Regions from separate parts of the Sus scrofa genome. Here region 1 is linked to region 2. The links are chromatin contacts, called in public HiChIP or PLAC-seq maps. All regions are on one chromosome and are shown on one strand. The core of a region is the stretch at or near the end of the contact, and the rest is flanking DNA. Distances in the headings are between cores, read along the strand shown. Region 1 holds the start of LOC100525232 (cytochrome c oxidase assembly protein COX16 homolog, mitochondrial). Region 2 holds the start of SRSF5 (serine/arginine-rich splicing factor 5).

What was found. HiChIP or PLAC-seq counts read pairs in DNA pulled down with a chosen protein or histone mark.
Region 1: a contact with region 2 is called in an H3K27ac HiChIP or PLAC-seq map of alveolar macrophages. The contact joins the promoter of LOC100525232 here to the promoter of SRSF5 in region 2. A contact is called at or near these places in 2 of 2 datasets of contacts at active chromatin or transcription factors (alveolar macrophages and skeletal muscle).

What each region holds. Positions count from the first base shown.
Region 1 is chr7:93,877,703-93,884,167 of Sscrofa11.1, forward strand. LOC100525232 (cytochrome c oxidase assembly protein COX16 homolog, mitochondrial) reads right to left here and starts at 4,893. Exons shown (of 4, transcript XM_003128623.4): 1 at 4,442-4,893. The coding sequence starts at 4,510.
Region 2 is chr7:93,388,930-93,395,121 of Sscrofa11.1, forward strand. It overlaps SRSF5 (serine/arginine-rich splicing factor 5), which reads left to right and starts at 4,450. Exons shown (of 8, transcript XM_001927419.6): 1 at 4,450-4,732; 2 at 5,501-5,645; 3 at 6,135-6,192. The coding sequence starts at 5,520. It overlaps LOC106504507 (a long non-coding RNA gene), which reads right to left and starts at 4,347. Exons shown (of 4, transcript XR_001298042.2): 1 at 4,229-4,347.

The DNA.
Region 1 (6,465 bases), core at 3,643-6,142, 490 kb after region 2:
TTTATTGGTCCTTGTGAGCCCCCCAACCCTTTAATGTTGCAGTCCCAGGGCACAGTGTTGGGTCTTTTCTATCTACAATGATTTCTTTTATGATCTTAATCAATCTAAGACTTCAAAAGCATTTACATATTGATTACTAATATTCCATTCCTAGAAGTAAGCAATCAGTTGGGTACCAGGTGAACAAGGCAGAGCAGATTAGAACTATAAGGCCTCTGGAACCTACATTATTATGAGAAAGAAAGCCTTCAGTAAATATTAGGCTATTACCTATAAGCTTAACCCACGCATGGTGACTGCTGCTAAAGTAAAAGACTTAAAGACAATACAGTTTCCTAACATACTATTCAGAATGTTCAAGATAAAAGGAACCATCATAAAAAATGCTTCAGAAAGCATTAACTGATGTTCTTAAATGAAAAATTAGAAACTTTCAGCAAAGACCAAAAAAAAAAAAGAGGAACCAAAAAGTGAAATGACAAAGTTAGAACTCTAAACAATCTTCCCATTAAAGCAATGAGAACACTGGCAAGAGTTGTCAAATCTACTTTTTCAGAAACAAAGGCTTGCAGTAATGTGGGAACATTTACATAAGAAGAATGACTGAATCTCAGTTAAAACAGAAAGCTTGAAGGCATTCCAACCTTTCTCAGGTGCCCTATTCCCACCTCCCCACCCCAGCTCCATGGTAACCATGAAAACCAATAGTCAAAAATCATGATATGTAGCAGTAACCACTGGAAAGGCCACAATGGTGTGGAACTCCTTAAAATCTTATTCCCTGAGAATGTTTACTATGTGACCAGTCTGGTGGTTCCCTGGGGGAGCCCACTCACAAGCTGTCTTTACTTGGAACTCAAGTCAAGTTCCTACTTTTACCTGAGTTCCTACTTGGAACTCAACTAGTGCAAACAGACTTACTTCTCCCTGTTCTCCCTGGAAGTGTTTACTGAAGAAATTCAGAGGCAGCTGTTTAACGTCATACTGCCTGAGGTGGTAGATAACAGGGCAAACAATGGTGTCACCAAAAAGTTCAAAAGGAAAATACGAGGAATAAGGTGATAAGGTGTCCATAGAGGACTCTGAAAAGCCCAAGCACACTCTTTTTTTTTTTTTTTTTTTTGTCTTTTTTGCCATTTCTCGGGCTGCTCCTGTGGTATATGGAAGTTCCCAGGCTAGGGGTTGAATCAGAGCTATAGCTGCCTGCCTACACCACAGCCACAGCAACTCGGGATGCGAGCTGCATCTGCAACTTACACCACAGCTCATGGCAATGCCAGATCCTTAACCCACTAAGCAAGGCTAGGGATCGAACCCACAACCTCATGGTTCCTAGACGGATTCATTAACCACCAAGCCACACAGGAACTCCGAATATTCTTGAGACTCAAGAAGGATATGCACGTGAACAGAACTGTCCACATGCCCAGAGCAGTGTGTGAGCTCAGGAAAGATCTGAGAAGCCCCAAAACACTCACCTATGGCTAAACCTGAGGCTCTGAGAAAGCGAGAAATAAAAGGTTAAGGCAGAAATGCAACCTGCCTAAGTACTGAAGGCATGCCTAATTAAGCACACAGAGCCCCTTGACAAAGACTGGGAAACTTATTGGTTCTAGGTAATTAGGAAAATCACTGCCCAATAAAAAAAAAAATAGCCCAGAGTAAAAATGGGCAAAGGATCTGAATAGACGATTCTCCAAAGAAGATACAGAGATAACCAATAATTGATCATATGAAAGGATGTCCCACATTATTAGTCATTAGGGAAATGCAAATCAAAACCACAGCTACCACTTCACACCCACTAATAAGGGTTTAAAATAAACAAACAAACAAACAAACAAAAAACAGTGGACAATGACAACTGTTGGCAAGAATGCGGAGAAATCAGAAGCATCATACATTGCTGGTGAGAATGATGTAGTTTCTGGGAGAGATTCTGGAAGTTCCTCAAAATGTGAAACATGAAGTAACCATAAGACCCAGCAATTTTACTACTAGGTATAGACTCAAGAAAAATGAAAACACAACCATACATAAATTTGTACGTGAATATTCAGAGCAGCATTATTCGTAATAGCCAAGAAATGAAAAAAACCGAAATGTTCATCAATGGAAAATAAATATGCCAACTGACAGACTATTTAGCCTTTAAAAGAAATGATGTTTTGATACATTACAACATGCATGAAACTTGAAAATATTATGCTATGTGAAAAAGGTCAGTCACAAAAGACCACATGTTGTGTCATTCTATTAAATCTATAGACAGAAGGACAGACCTAGGATGGGTAAAGGGCAGAGGAGAATAGGTAGTAACTACTAGTGAGTTTGGTATTTCTCTTAGGGTAATGAAAATATTCTAAAATTAGACTGAAGTGACAGTTGCATAACACTGTGAATATACTAAAAACAGACGAACTGAACACATTAAATGGGCTAAATTTTTGGTATGTAGAAATCATTAGTCACTGGTCGGGTTAGAAAAGTAAATTCTCAGGACTAAATGGGCAGTGTGGAAACTGAAACAACTACATTCTCTTTTCCAAGTGGTTTGGAAAAGAAGGGAAGGAAATTATTATTAGTTTATACTTGGTATTCTAAGTCCTCTTCTGTATGATGTTGAATAAAGATTCCTAGAAGCATTAATATTTATCTGAGAGGAAATAATTTCAATCTGAAGTATGGTAGTATACTACAGTAAATACAGCATATAGTATTTTAGTAATTATGGTATATTTGACTGATACATGGTAAAGAGGATGTTATCTTTCGATTCTTTCTAGTAGTGTTGGGTTTTAGAGCACTGAATTCAACATTTTCCTCTACAGGACTTCTTGTCATGGCGCAGCAGAAACGAATCTGACTAGCATCCATGAGGATGAGGTTTGATCCCTGGCCTTGCTCAGTGGGTTAAGGATCTGGCGTTGCCATGAGCTGTGGTGTAGGTTGCAGATGGGGCTCAGATCCCAAGTTGCTGTGGCTATGGTATAGGCCAGCAGCTTCAGCTCCTATTAGACCCCTAGCCTGGGAACCTCCATATGCTGCAGGTGTGTCCCTTTTAAAAAAAGACCAAAAAAAGAAAAAAAGAAAAAAAGCCATTTTCCTCTACAAAATTAATTATGTCTAGGACCTATATTTTGAAACGGTATAGACATTAGGTCCACTATAGTATAGGCCCAGTATAGACATAAAGGCCAGTAAAGAGAAGTACACTTGGGAGGAAGTCTACTATGGTATTCTCTATTCCATGAAATAGAACAAATGAGAGAACCCCCAGAGGTTACTTTTATACTAGTGGTTTTAAGACATTGGTTTTGATGATTTTGAAAGATTAGAAACAAAATCAAACTGTCTTCCAGTAGAACATGCAGGTGATTCAAGTTAAGTGACTAAACAGTGTTTCTGACTAGACTTCTTTGGTGGGGGGGAATCTATAGAGAGGATAGTTTTCACACATGCCTGTTATCTATACAAATATAATTACTGCATTGTCTTATACAGCTTTCTTTAAACTTTTAAAAACATACATACAAAGGAGTTTCCAAAGATTAAAAAGAAACCTAGATTCATCGAAGATGAGTTAAAAAAAAACTCGTTACTTTTCTAAGGTCACTTCTTTCCTTTAATTCTGCTTAAATGCAAAAGCTGGTAATTTCACCGGTATCAATATCCATACCAAAGTAATAAACTATTTAAAAGAAAGTGGATTATGTCCACGTGCTTTATTTAAATTAATTTACTGTGATATCAAGGCCTGCTGAAGCAAAATAACTTGGCAAGGTCAAACCGAAAAGAAAGGGAGTGGTCTCACCAGAGCAACTCGGGTTGGTGTTAAGCCAACATCACCCTGAAGTTTCAAGACGAATGGGATCTTCAGGGAACTCAGTACAGGACTGGATGCAAACACACAGACACCAAACCTACTTTCAATGTACTTTAAAAACATCAACATTTCAGCGACCATGTTTAGAGAGCTGCTGCAATGCGGAAGGTGCCCTCCCAATCATTCACAAGAGTTTAAGTTGGGGTCATTAACTCTGGGAGAATTAAGCCAGTTCACAAACTAGTAAACTGAAACCTGAAGAAGTTCGAAGTTGTACAGCTAAATCAAGTAAATACGTCTAGTCCCAAAGACCCAGAGTATCGTCAAGCTGTAGCGGGGTGTTAAGGGCGCGATACAAATTTAGGAATCATTCAGACTTGGGTTAAAATCTGGTTCTGACATCTCTCTCAGAAGCACTACCAAAAAAGGTAAGTGGACGACTCGAGATGCCACTACCAGTTCGAGGAGACTAGAAGGACCGCCTAAACGCTCTCAAACTATCGCTGCCACTCCTGGCCTGGCATTACAGTTTCCCTGCAGTTTAATTCCAGCCAAACTTGAGCTCCCACGCCTCCCGGAATCCCGCCCCCCACACTTCCTCCTCCCTGCGCTCACCAACATGGGGACTCCATAACGTAGGGTCTTGTTTTTGCGGAAGGCGCGCATCACCGCTTGAGGGAACATGACTGAACTCTCCAGCCTGCTTGGACGCTCCGCCAACCAGGCCCTGCGCGGGCTGCCGAAACGCAGTAGCTCAAGCTCTCTCCAGACAAGGACGCCCGTAACTCACCTTCTTCGCTTGGCCTCCCAGTCCTTTTCAGATAAGCCTCTGCCAGGCAAAAGCAATCGATCTGTTGTAACATACTCGCGATTTCCCCCCGGAAATTCGAGCGTCAGAGGTTGGTTCCGCCAAGTTGCTTTGCAATTGGGAATTAAGGGGTTTAAATCGTGTTTGTAGCCGTCATCAAAGGCTGTGGAAATCTGTAGCTCCTGTGTTCTGAATCTCGAACAATGTATTCTTAGAACAGCGACCCCCCCCCATGAAAATCAGCTTAATAAAATCAGATTTTTTAACAAGTTACTTTTTAGTTATTTGTGAGATGGGTAGTTTACCAGCTTAATAAAAATGAAAAAAAAAAAAAGAAATTGCTACGAAAGCTTAGATTGAATGAATGGTAATCAGTGTAATGTCTGGCTATCTGATTTTTTTTTTTTTTTGTCTTTTTGCCATTTCTTGGGCTGCTGCCACGGCATATGGAGGTTCCCAGGCTAGGGGTCGAGTCGGAGCTGCAGCCACCGGCCTATGCCAGAGCCACAGCAACGCGGGATCCGAGCAGCGTCTGCAACCTACACCACAGCTCATGGCAACGCCGGATCCTTAACCCACTGAGCAAGGCCAGGAATCCAACCCACCACCTCATGGTTCCTAGTCGGATTTGTTAACCACTGAACCACGATGGGAACTCCTATCTGTGAACTTCTAATGCTAGAGCTTTTACTGCCACATAGCCTGTAATCTTCAGTCATAGATGAAGGTTTATTTTCCATTCGTTCAGCAACCATCCAGCATACCCTTTTGTGGGTCATTAGGAGGCAGGAGGAACCAGAGATGAAAAGACATGAGCCCTGCCTTAAAGAGGCTGGCAGTCTAATGGGCACACAAATGAACCATCAGTAACTTGGGAAACAGCCCCCACCATGTGCCATTTGCCAGAATGCCTCACTTATCAAGTGCTGTTTGAGATGACATAATAAACTGCAGGTGATGCAGAGTCACATTTCCCATGCTCTCCCTGAAATCTTTCCATCTGTCCCTGCCTCTCTATTACCACTGAAAGATTCCTGGCTTAATTCGTTACTCTTGCCAACTATTAAAGTAGCCCCTAAGTGATCTCTAGAGAAGAAACTCCTGATCTCCTTCCTGCCTTTGGGCTGATTTAATAATTAATACCTATATTTATAAGGCCACTGGGTCTAAAACAACAAAAGAAACAAAAAAAAACCCTCTTAATTGTCAATCTAAAATCTATCTCCCACACTGCTGGCAATTATCTAAGAGGCATAAATAATGATGAGATTCTGTTTTTGCCTACAGTAGTCACTCCAGTTGTTACCAACCTGGGTTCTTGGCCCTCCTTAATAGAAATTTGTAAGAGGCCAGATAGGAAAATAAAGGTAAGAATATTAGGACAATTGGACTTCCAGCCACTTCACGTTATGAAGTTTGAACCTCTGTCACTTTCGTAAGTCTCCTGTCAGGGAGAGACTGCTGGACCAGGATCAGCACCATGTGAGGTGAGCCGTTCCCACCTCTTGTCACCCGTGAAGGGGAGACGTTGCTGGCCGTGGGAAGCAGGCCTCAAATCTGAGAGGAATGTTGCTACAGCTACCTGACATCCACTCTAGAAGCAGGAGAGGACAGCGAGAGGAAAAGACAGAGAGAGAAGCAGAGAGATATCAAGAGAGGGAAAGGGAGGAGTTCCCGTTGTGGCACAGTGGTTACGAATCCGACTAGGAACCATGAGGTTGCGGGTTCAATTTCTGGCCTTGCTCAGTGGGTTAAGGATCCGGCATTGCCGTGAGCTGTGGTGTGGTTCGCAGACGCAGCTCAGATCCTGCCTTGCTGTGGCTCTGGCGTA
Region 2 (6,192 bases), core at 3,200-5,699:
ATTAGTATCCATGAGGAAGCAGGTTCTATCCCTGGCTTTGTTCATTGGGTTAGGGGTCCAGCATTGCCGTGAGCTGTGGTATAGGTCGCAGATGTGGCTTGGATCTGTCATCTCTATGGCTGTGTTGTAGGCCGGCAGCTGTAGCTCCAAGTGGACCCCTAGCCTGGGAACTTCCATATGCTGTGGGTGTGGCCTTAAAGAGCAAAAAAAAAAAAAAAGGTGGGTTTTTCCTAGGTTTTAAAGAGGGAAACTAAGCAGGTTTGACAGTTAAGGTTTAAAGACGTAGGAGTTCCCATTGTGACTCAGGAAAATGACTCTGACCCGCACCTGTGAGGACAGAAGTTCGATCCCTGGCCTCGCTCAGCAGGTTAAGGATCTGGTGTTGCCATGAACTGCAACTGGTGTTGCAGATGTGGCTCGGATCTGGCATTGCTGTGGCTGTGGCGAAGGCCAGCGGCTATAGCTCCCATTTGACGCCTAGCCTGGGAACCTCCATATGCTGTGGGTGCAGCCCTAAAAAGACAAAAGGAAAAGTTTAATGATGTAGTGGAGAGGATGGGACCTAAGATAGGAAAAAAAAAAAAAAAGAGAGAGAGAGAGAGAGATGATTGATGGAATAAGGTCTGGAATCTGGTGCACGAAGGACCAAAGTTTTGGAAATAAATTGAGTGCCTGCTTTCTTTGAAACCAAGAAGGGGAAGATGAGTGAAGATACATGTAATTGGAAGATGGAGGGGAGAGAGACCAAGGCAAAGGCAGCCTGATAAATGCTATTTTCCATGTGGAGCAGGAAGCGGTTAACCTCCAAGATGACCCCAACCATCCTTCTCCTGGTTCTCACAGGATTTCCCTTCTACATTGTACCAGGTGTGGGCTGTGTGACCACTAGCACGTCGCAGAAGCTAGGTGTTACAGGTTGAATTGTGTCTCCCCCAAAAGGTAGGCTGAGGGTCTAACCCCCAGAACCTCAGATGTGACTTTATCTGGAAGTAGGTCTTTACAGAGGTCATGAAGTTAAAAATGAGGTCATTAGGGTGGGCCCTATTCCAATGTGGCTGGTGTTCTTATAAAAAGGGGAAATTTGGACACAAATTCAAAGAAAGCTAGACTAGAAGGTAGATGGTGCGAAGACACACATGAAAAGATGTTCATGGGACTGAAGCGATGCATCTCCAAGCCAGAAACGCCAGGAGTTGCTGGTAAGCACCAGGAAGTAGGCAGTAGCGAGGAAGGGTCCTTCCCCAGAGCTGTCAGAGGCAGCGAGGCCTTGCTGGCAACTTGATGTAGGACTTGTAGCCTCCAGAACAGTGACACAATAAATTTCTATTGTCTTAACCCCTCCAGGTTCTGGTACTTTGTTATGGCAACCCAGCAGACTGATATGCCACGGTACGTCACTTCTAAGATCAGGTTATGAAGACTCTAGTTTCTGTGTGTGTGTGTGTGTGTGTGTGTGTGTGTGTGTGTGTGTGTGTGTGTGTGTAAACACTTTTTTTTTTGGTCTTTTCTATGGCTACACTCATGGCATATGGAGGTTCCCAGGCTAGGGGTCTATTTGGAGCTGTTGTTGCCGGCCTACACCACAGCCACAGCAACACCAGATCCGAGTCGCATCTGCGACCTATACCACAGCTCACTGGCAACACCGGATCCTTGAGGCCAGGGATCAAACCTGCAACCTCATGGTTCCTAGTCAGATTCGTTTCCGCCGCACCACAACGGGAACTCCCTATTCAGCCCTGCTTTTGTGGCAGGACAACCCATGTAGATAACAAGTAAATGAACAGGAGTGGCGGTGTTCCAAAAAAACTTTATTGATGGCTACTGACCTTTGTGTTTTACATAATTTTCATGTGTCATGAAATATTCTTCTGCTTTTGATTCCCCTCCCCATCATTAAAAATGTAAAATCATCGTCAGATCATACAAAAACAGACCGCAGGCTGGGTTAGATCCGCAGCCCATGATTTTTGGACCTCTGGATTAGATAAACTCAGGGATATGATGAATGAAACACCCCACAGTTATGCTGAAAGTCTCCCAAAGAGATGGCTTTGATAAACTCTTGTGTTTATTTTAATCTGTGATTTCTGGGCATCTTTTTTCCTTCATAAGATTTGCTACTCACTTGGATGTCTTAGGAAAAGGATGCCAAGCCATTTTGTTGAAACATTAACAAGGAACAGGAACACCTGAAAGAAGTGCTAATGCACATCCAGGCCTACAAATATTGAGACTTTCCTGTGTTAGGCATTTCTGAAAAAAAAAAACATGAATAACACATATCTTTATTTCAAGTTGATGATGGAGGAATAGTAGGGGAGTGTATTGAGTTTCTTTGGATCACAAAGGAGAGAGAATAGTTATGTTCACAGAAGATGACTGTGTTTACTGGAGAAGCTGGTAAGAGAATCTGGTAGGGAAACTTACTAGGCAGTGTCAGAAAAGGAAACATCGCAGGAGATAAGTGGTTTAAAACAAGGAGATCACATCGCTAAGCAATACTAATGAACAATTTGTGGAAATCACAAACTTTTTAACAGTAAATAAATAAAGTTTATAAAAAAAATTACTCCTAGAGTTCCCATCGTGGCTCAGCAGTAAAGAACCCAACTAGGAACCATGAGGATACAGGTTTGATCCCTGGCCTCGCTCAGTGGGTTAAGGATCCAGCATTGCTGTGAGCGGTGGTATAGGTCACAGATGAGGCTTGGATCCCGGGTTGCTGTGGCTGTGGCGCAGGCTGGCAGCTGTAGCTCTGATTCGACCCCTAGTCTGGGAACTTCCATATGCTGCAGGTGCAGCCCTTAAAAAAAAAAAAAAAAAAATCCTGAAGAAAACCACAACACCTTAGAAAGCAGCAACACTTTTATGGTGTGCAGCACCAGCATTCTTGTTTTTTCACCCCAGAAAATATTTTGCAGATAACTTTCTCTTATTGCAGCAAAAATAATGTTTAGTAACTGAAATCACAAGACGTTGCTTCTATATCCAACAAAGAATGTAGAAAACAATTGGAAGATTGATTTTTTTTTTAATTATGCAGAAAGCAAACAAATGCAATTAAATAAGTATTGGTTTGGGACAATTTGTGCATTATAAAATGCCTATGTTTTTCAGAATAGCAGCTAAAGGAGTTCCCATCGTGGTGCAGTCGTTAACGAATCCGACTAGGAACCATGAGGTTGCGGGTTCGATTCCTGGCCTTGCTCAGTGGGTTGATGATCCGGCATTGCCGTGAGCTGTGGTGTAGGCTGCAGACACGGCTCGGATCCCGAGTTGCTGTGGCTCTGGTGTAGGCCGGTGACTACGGCTCTGATTGGACCCCTAGCCTGGGAATCTCCATATGCCGAGGGTGCGGCCCTGTAAAGACAAAAAAATTAAAAAAAAAAAAGGGAGTTAAAGTAACTTTTTCATCAAAACTCTCTTTATGTCTGAATTCCTAAGCCTGCTGACTTTACTAGGAAAACGCAGAGTTAAAGATGTGACTGGCTGTTTCACACTCACTTTGAAAACACAATATATCATGTTTCTGAAGAATGGTAGACTTTGTGTTACAGTACAGAAACCTGAAGAGAGAGTTAACCAAATACCATTTGGATTTAAAAGTAGCTGGAAACACCATCTAGCCAGCACAGTCCTAGAGTAGTAGAAATACAGAGGCCTGCATTCTGGCCTCAATTCTACTTTTTTTTTTCATAGTTGCTCCTGTGGCAGACAGAAGTCCCCAGGCTATAGGTCAAATCAGAACTGCAGCTGCCAGCTTACATCACAGCCAGGGCAATGCCAGATTAGATCCGCATCCAAGACCTATGCCACAGCTTGTGGCAACGCTGAATCCTTAACCCAGTGAGCAAGGCCAGGGAGGGAACCTGCATCCTCATGGATACAAGGCCTGCCTGTAACCTGCTGAGCCACAAAGGGAACTCTTCTGGCCTCAATTCTAGATGGCCCAATAGCCGCAGTCTCAAGTTCAGTATTTCATGACCCCTAAACTTTCCATTTAAACAATACTGCACTTAGTCTTCTACCTATAACTCAGCCACACGTCCATGGTATGGTTAAAATATGCTCTTCAGCATCAAGGAGCGCCCTCCAAAGTGCAACCGTAATTTGCAAATGGTAAAGGGTCAGAGATGGTCAGATATTTTTGCAAAGTCTGAGTTACTTTCGCCCAGTACTCTTCAGGATATTTTTTAAAGCTTCAGATAATTTTTTTTTTACTCACCAGTCTTAGGGTATTTTTATGAGATAATGATGAAGCGAACGTCACAGTCCAAACGCTGCGAAAGTCTTTGAGGAGGACCCTTCCAGACCTGAGCGTCTGGGAGCCACGCCCACCCCAGTTCCCGCCCCTCGGCCACGCCCACCACGAGTGAGCGGTGCTCCCGCCCTCCTCGGGCCTGGGCCCCCAAGGGGCGGCTCCAGGGGCGGTCCCGGAAGTGACGCAAGACGCGCCCTCCATTTTGTGGAGCGCCGGAGCATCTAAGTGCGTCAGTTGTGGAGATACGTAGGCGAGTTAAGTCCTGGTCTGCGGGGAGGCAGACGGCTCCGTCGCAGACTACGGACCTCTTTGGGTCTCAGCTGCCAAAGATCCTGTCCGGTAGGTGAGTGGCTCACTTTGAGGGAAAGCCTTCTCGGATCGAGGCTTCTTCATGGCCGCTCAGATCGCGAGTGGTCAGGGCTGCTCTCTGTGCGGAGGACGGCGTCCACTGAGCGCAGTTTACTCGAGGTGGGCGCTGGGGCACGTCTCCCTTTGGGTATTGTTTGAGGGGACCTGACGGGGGAAGGGCGGTCGTGGTCCTGGTTATGGTGGTTTTTACACGGAGGGGTCGTGTGCCCCTCCCTGCCTCCTTATTTCACTGCCCGAACCCCGCGAGGAGTGGGCCGATACCTTTGTTCGGGGTGTGGCCGGGGCTGTCCGAGGGCGGGTACAATGACCCCGGCACAGTGGGTTCGGGGCAGGGGAGGGACCAGGGAGCTTGGCACGCGCGGCTCCCCACCGCTGGCTCCGAGGCGGCCATTTTGAGGCTGTTTCGCGGCCGCCCGCCGCCGTCTGCGCAGGCGCGGCGGTGGCGTCGCGAGATCCGGCTTCCACCCGCTGTGACGCTCCCGGGAGGCGGCGACGCGCGCGGCCCGTCGTCATTGGGCTGGCCTTGCGGAGGGCGGGGTCGGCTCCGCCCGCACTTCTCGGCCTTTCCTAACTGCGGCAGATGGGAGGGGGCCAGAAGAGCCAGGGAGAGTGTGCGGCTGCGCAGTTCCGGAGGCGGCAGTGGGCGTTGCGGTTGCTGCGGTCTGGGCCCAGGGAAGGATCGTGTTGGGAGCCGAGTTTTAATTTTGTCTGCAAGGGACCTGGCCTAATAAGAGGCACTCTTGGCAATCTTGTTTATAACATCACCGGGTAAACATTTTATTTTCTGCCGTTTATGTTTTTGATCCCTCGGCGAGGCATTCTTCCGACATTCACTGGTATTATCTTCATTGGATTATTTTCTGGCAGGAAGTACTAGCCGCACATCATGAGTGGCTGTCGAGTATTCATCGGGAGGCTAAATCCAGCGGCCAGGGAGAAAGACGTGGAAAGGTTCTTCAAGGGGTATGGACGAATAAGAGATATTGATCTGAAAAGAGGCTTTGGTTTTGTGGTAAGTATTTAGAAGTGGTTGAATTATCTGTTAAGTGAGTAGAGTTTGTGATAAGCGGTGCTTTTGATCTTATTAAGTAGAGTGTCTTTAGGGGAAATGTGCATCCTTAAGGCAGTGAGTTGTCTTAAGGGATAAAAGAAGCTCATTGCTGGCTGGAGGGAAACCACCCCTGGTGCTTCCTTTTTAAAATATATTTATTATTACACTTTTGTGGGTTTTTTGTGGGGGGGAGTAGTTGGCTGCGCTTGTGGCCTGTGGAAGTTCCTGGGCCAGGGCTCAAACGCACACCACAGCAGTGACATTGTGGGATCTTAACCACTAGGCTGACAGGGACCTACTGGTTGCTTCTTGATTAGGCTTATCAATATGGTATTGTCATTAAGATACTCCCTTTCCTATTCTTTCACAGGTATTTAGTGCTTTTGATGTGTTGTAGAATACACTTTTTAAAGCCATGTTAAACATATTTTTTTCACGTTTGAATTTGAGGAATTTGAGGATCCCAGGGATGCAGATGATGCTGTATATGAACTTGATGGAAAAGAAC